Regions from separate parts of the Zea mays genome. Here region 2 is linked to region 1. A link is a contact called in public Hi-C data. All regions are on one chromosome and are shown on one strand. The core of a region is the stretch at or near the end of the contact, and the rest is flanking DNA. Distances in the headings are between cores, read along the strand shown. Region 1 holds the start of LOC100285714. Region 2 holds the start of LOC100274018 (Ribosomal protein L25/Gln-tRNA synthetase anti-codon-binding domain).

What was found. Hi-C and Micro-C count contacts between places; a contact is called where the count stands out from the background.
Region 2: a contact with region 1 is called in a Hi-C map of ear, with 2.1 times the contacts expected there. The contact joins the promoter of LOC100274018 here to the promoter of LOC100285714 in region 1. A contact is called at or near these places in 2 of 25 Hi-C or Micro-C datasets (ear and leaf).

What each region holds. Positions count from the first base shown.
Region 1 is chr8:144,222,578-144,225,841 of Zm-B73-REFERENCE-NAM-5.0, forward strand. It overlaps LOC100285714, which reads left to right and starts at 1,761. Exons shown (of 2, transcript NM_001158605.2): 1 at 1,761-2,291; 2 at 2,739-2,919. The coding sequence starts at 1,849. The coding sequence ends at 2,853.
Region 2 is chr8:144,504,879-144,508,037 of Zm-B73-REFERENCE-NAM-5.0, forward strand. It overlaps LOC100274018 (Ribosomal protein L25/Gln-tRNA synthetase anti-codon-binding domain), which reads right to left and starts at 1,409. Exons shown (of 3, transcript NM_001148403.1): 1 at 959-1,409. The coding sequence starts at 1,399.

The DNA.
Region 1 (3,264 bases), core at 511-3,010:
GATCTTGCTTTTGTGGTCGCCCATCTCCAATGGACATGTTTCTTAGTGTAGTGCACGAAGCCTCCTCGTCATCTATCTCATCAAGATCAACTTGCTCCCATTGAGAGCCATTAGTTTCATCAAACACAACGTCACAAGCAATCTCAACACATCCAGATGATTTGTTGAAGACTCTATATACCTTTGTGTTTGAATCATAACCGAGTAAAAACCTTCTACAACTTCAGGAGGAAATTTAGAATTTATACCTTTTTACCAAAATATAACATTTGCTCTCAAAGACTCTAAAATATGATAAATTAGGTTTGTTACCGGTAAGAAGTTCATATGGTGTCTTCTTGAGGAGTCGAAGAAGATAGAACCTGTTGATGGCATGACAAGCTGTGTTGATAGCTTCCGCCCAAACTGATCTGATGTCTTGTACTCTTTAAGCATGGTCCTCGCCATATCGATTAGAGTTCTATTCTTCCTTTCCATTACACCATTCTGTTGTGATGTATAAGGAGAAGAAAACTCATGCTTGATTCTCTCCTCCTTAAGAATCCTTGTATTTGAGTGTTCTTGAACTCCGTTCCGTTGTCGCTCCTTATCTTCTTGATTTTCAAGTTGGACTCATTTTGAGCTCTTCTCAGTAACCTCAAGAATATATTTAATGTCGCCTCTTATCTTCTTGTATTTATATATAGTCTAACTGAAAATAAAGAGGGATGTTTTTTAACCTACAATTGCTTAAATTAGTTCGCGGATGCCAAATTCAAGACCTAAAAGAATAATAAGGGCTTGTTTGGAAGCACCACAATTTCTAAGAAACTAGTTTCTATTCCTAGTATCTCTAGTTTATTTATATAAAAAACTGAGTGTGCATGTTTAGGATCTAGTTTCTTAGAAAACAACTTCTAGCTTTTCGAAACACAAATACAAGTTTATTCTTACTTTATTTTAAAATTAATCGATTCAATTATTTCCTTCATTTTTGTTGCTAACTTTAAATATAGCTTGAACTCATATTTTTTAATTTAAAATTTTCAAATCATAATTAAACATTCAAATCATGCGTAAGGGAATCACGGCCTATGTCCTGGGAGCAATGGGAATCAACGTAATATTCATCAAACCAACTAAAGGTAGTACATAATTTGTCTAGCAAAAACTGATTTTTAGCTAGGGAAAATCAGCTTCTAGATTTCTAAATTATTGGTTTCCTAGAAACTGGAAATTCAGTTTCTAAAAACTTAAGTATAAAATGGTATGTTTGGATTCATCTCATTTTTTATAAACCAATTTTTTTTAAAAAAAAACTCGGTGCTCCGGGTCTGCTTGGTGAGATTATAATCTGACCAGATTATATAATCTAACAAATTTTGAACTAACTATATAATCTGGACAGATTATAATCCCAAACAAACACCCTCTAAGTCTTCTATAAGCACTAGGTTCCTACTATCTTAGCATCCAAAACCTGCTAAGACAAAGTGTGACATACCAATACCAGCTGAATAATCGTATAGGAAAACTCAATTTTACAAGCTATCGTTGCTTTGATGTAGTAGTAACTAGTAACCGTAAAAGAAAAGCGGTACTACAAGCAGCCCATGCGACAGGGACAATCCCATCAGAATGTCTGATTGTGCTGCGCCCATGTTGAGTCCCTGCAAACCTCACAAACTGACCGTTAGGAGACAGCAAGTTCCTGGCCCCACAATCCTATCCACAACCACAACGAGAGCGTAGGGGTGTGTGTGTGTGTCCAAACCTTCTCCACGCGTTCCTTCCTTCCCTCCCTCCCTCCCTCCCCTCCCAAGAAACACAAGAGCCAGGCAGCGCTTGCGAGGCTCAAGCGCCGCAGCAATGTCTCTGGCCCCGTCCATCCCTTCCATCAAGGTGAAGGTGGGGCCCGTCTCGGTGGCGCCCCCGCACCGCGCATGCCGATCCTTCGCGGTGGTCAGGAGCTCCAAGGCGGAGGGCCCCATCCGGAGACCCGCGGCGCCCCCGCTGTCGCCACCGCCAAAGACGCCGGCTTTGTCCACTCCTCCCACCCTGTCGCAGCCTCCCAAGCCCGCTGCTCCACCCACGTCGTCGGAGTCGACACCACCGTCTCCTCAGCCGAAGGCGGCTGTGGCCACAGCCCCCGCGGCAGCGCTGCAGAGGCCGCTGGCTGGGGCTGTGACGCTGGAGTACCAGAGGAAGGTGGCCAAGGACCTGCAAGACTACTTCAAGAAGAAGAAGCTGGACGAGGCCGACCAGGGCCCATTCTTTGGGTTCGTGCCCAAGAATGAGATTTCCAACGGAAGGTACGTTCGCGGTTTGGCCCCCTGCAAGATGCATCGAAATCATGAACTACAAAGCCTTTTCAAGTAGTCCAGTATGGTTTGTGATGAGATTTTTCGTAGTACTTTCTACTATTTGAAGGTTTTTTATCTAGCCTGAGCATTTCAGACAGCATGGTCCTTAATAGCAATCAATCGATGAGTCGATCAAACATTGGGCTTGAGATTGATTAATCAGTTGGAAATGACATTTTTCCAAGTCATCTGGAACAAGACCTTGTGATGTTACCACAGACTATTATGCTCCCCTTCACGCTACTCAATCTACTCGTTCTAACTAAATATGGGTCCACAATAGGCATGCTGAAAAAAATACACGATGGGTAGATGCAAAGATTCACCACGTTCTTGAGTAGGTTAAGGAAGCTCATCTCTATGCGCTAATTCATCAGCTTTCTACAAACCTTGCAGGTGGGCCATGTTTGGGTTTGCAGTAGGGATGCTAACAGAGTACGCAACAGGCTCTGATTTTGTTCAGCAATTGAAGATCCTTCTTTCCAATTTCGGAATTGTGGACTTGGATTAATAATGCCGGGCTTGGTGTTTTCGTTATGCATAAGTCTTTTAAATGTAATGTACTTAATTGATATGGCATATAGAAAATTTTATCTTGCACCTTGTTTAGCTTGGTTTCGTTTGTGCTGCCCTGTTTGGATACACATGAATACCAATTTCCAGTTTCCTTCCGTTAGGTACCTTGATTTACACGGGAGAAGGACAACACTGTAGGATTGACCGAGTTGCAGTGTGGGCAAAAAGGATTATCTTTAATCAAGTTGCCAAATGCCAATAATAGTATATGCTTCTAGATAAATAACAACGGATTTAGATTGGTATTGCTATATTATGATGTGAATATGTCATTGTTCTATCCTGGTTCATCAATCTAGCATTGAGCAACAGGATCATAAGACAAAAGGAGATACTTAATTTGAAA
Region 2 (3,159 bases), core at 159-2,658, 280 kb after region 1:
AGATCAAAGTTCAACCAAAAAAACACAACCACAGGAACAACATTCAACCAAGGGGTGTCGTCATCTTGTTCAATAAACTAAGGCCCCATTTGGTTTGAGGGACTAAAGATTAGTCCCTCCATTTTAGTCTCATTTAGTCCCTAAATTGCCAAACGGTGGAACTAAAACAGGGACTAAACTGTTTGTCTCTAGTCTCTCAAGGAGTGACTAAAAGGGACTAAACCATATAAATTCCACTTTTCACCCCTCCTTTATTTCAGTTGCACTAATGGCAGGAGAATGCTAAGGGTATTTTGGTCCTCTTACGATTCATTTAATACGTTTTGAATATTTTTAGTCCCTGGACTAAAGAAACCAAACGGGCCCTAATGTAACAGAACTTTTGCTCAGATACCTCTGAACCAGCATAACAACTGATGGTCAGCGAACTACTTAGGGCATGTTTGGTTCCATGAGACTAAACTTTAGTCCCTCTTTTTTAGTCTCAAAATTACCAAAGATAGGACTAAAAAGAGGAGAGGAAATCAGATTGATTTCCTTTTAGTCCCCATATTTAGGGACTAAAATAGACTATAAGGGACTAAAGTTTAGTCCTATGGAACCAAACATATAGTCCTAGACCGCTTTGCCATTCGAATTTTATTTGTTTACTGCTGTAAAGCCACCACTAAATCTTCTTGATTTCCATATTTCTCAACAAGCAAACACCGTCTTCATAACTTTCACCAAGAAATGGAGCAACTATACAACCGTAACAGAAATATTTTTTCCATCCAAAACACCTATCTCCACTAACCACACTCTTACACAATAATGCCTGTGCGTCCCTCAGTTGAGTTGTGCAAGCTTTAAAAAATTGCAGTAACCCCTATGCCATCATCGCAGACAAATAGACATTAGCAATTACTATAAATCTGTTGTGGAAAAAACAATTAAATCCAACAGAAAAGTCACACACCTTTCTGGGTAGGACGCGGACGCTTTCGATGAGTTCGCCCTGCCCGGCATGTTCTGACCAGACCTGGAGACTGAACAGCCTGGAGAGGAAGAAGGACCGGCCGAGGTGGTCGACGAGCTTGCGGATCTGATTGGCCCGAACGGAGATGAGGCGCTTGTTGCCGCCCTCCTGTCCGTTCTCCTGCTCGAACACGATGGCGGGGACCCGCCCGGCCTTGCGCTCCTTGGCGGCTACGTGGCGCCCCGAAGAGGCGCGCGGGACGGCGAGGATCACCTCATTGTGCTTAGCGTCTGGCCGCGGGTGGCCCGGGAGGTAGTCGTACGGCGGGGAGAGCGGGTCGGTGGCTTGGTCGGGGGACACAAAGGCCTCGACGGTGGCGGCGGAGAAGTGGCGGCGGAGGAGGGGGAGGGTGAGGGTTTGGAGCGGTCGCCGGATGAGCATAGTTGAGCGGCGTAGGGTTTTGGCGAGGTTGCTTGCCTGCTGGGGAGTGGCTAGGTCTGGGTGACTCGGCCTGTTCTTGGGGAGTGGAGAGATGTGGGGGTTTTGACTGTGGGCTTTGGCGTTGGGCTCAGTGAGACCCATGATTATATATCTCTATCCCATAACCTTTTTATTTTTATAAAGGAAAATGATTAGGATTTTAATTTTATATCCCGTCTTCGTAAATCTATAGCTATAGGTGTGGCAGGGACCTATATAGAATTTTTTGTTGTTTTACACTCCGTAACTTCTTAGGCCTACTTTGGATATACTTAATAATAAATGAGATTGGAGTGGATTAAAATGTATTGAGAGAGTATTTGATCTATTAGGGATTTGCACCCTCTCCAATCCCTTCGAAACACTCCAATCCCAAAGTATCCAAACTAGGCTTTAGGCTTTGTTTGGTTACTCTAACATTAACCTCAATCCACGTGTATCGAGGTGGATTAGGGTATAAACTAGTTTAAGTTACACCTCAATCCACCTCAATACATGTGGATTGAGCTCAATACTAAAGTATCCAAACTAGGCTTAGGGTCAGGCTAAACCTTTGCTTTTTTATTCGGTTTAGTCTAAATGTTTTACTTTTGTTTGAGTATCCATCAAATTTGTTTAGATATTCAGTATTTTTTTAGTTCTAGTTTAAGCTTAGATCAGGAAATTACAAAACTCTATGTATTAAATGTTTGTTATGCATAATTAGGTGGAGAAGGGTTTTTAAATACAAAATGGCTAGAAAGTCCACTCCACCAATTACCTGGACCACGAGAAGGGTTTTATACAGTCTTGGGTAAATCGTTGGATGTTGTTAGGGGCAAAATATGATCATCTTAAGGAAAAGTGTATCCTAAAAGCGGTCTCAAAGTTGAATGCAACGATTCTATGCAGTTGAAAGAGAAATGGGCAACTAAATCATGTCTCTATTGTTTTGGTGATTAATATCCAACACAACAATTGGACTAACTAGTTTGCTAAGTCTATGAGTGTAGGAGTTAAAGTTCAACACATTATGCAAATTGAAGGAGTTAAAGTCAAAATAGCTCAAACAGAGGCTAGAAAGGGCAACATTTTGGATAAGGTGAAAACTGATAGGTTTGAACACTTGGATATTGTCGGAGAGGAAATTCTCCGGCCGGGTGGCGGAACGCACCCGCCCTAAATCCTAAGATGAGAAAGGGGCCTAAGCGTTTTGCCTGCTAGGTGGATTCGGGATGAACACAAGAACGCACAAAGGTTTAGAGTGGTTCAGGCCACCGGAGCGTAATACCCTTGAGAGCACCTAGAGGGGGGTGAATAGGTGATCCTGTAAAATTCAACACTAATAGCCACAAAACTTAGTTATGAAAGTTAGAACGGCTAAGTAGCTTGAAGCGAGTTCTTGTGAACACAGATAATCAAAGAGAAAGCACACAAGAGACACGCGATTTTATCCCGTGGTTCGGCCAAGTAACACTTGCCTACTTCCACGTTGTGGCGTCCCAATGGACGAGGGTTGCACTCAACCCCTTTCAAGTGATCCGATGATCAACTTGAATACCACAGTTTTTCCTTTCTTAGTATTTCTCCCGTTTGCGAGGAATCTCCACAACTTGGAGCCTCTCGCCCTTACAATGATGATCACAAAAGAAGCACAGAAGTAAGGGAGGGGAGAGCAACACACACAAGACTCAAATCACAGCACAATCACGCACACAAGTCACAACTTGAGCTCAAAACAC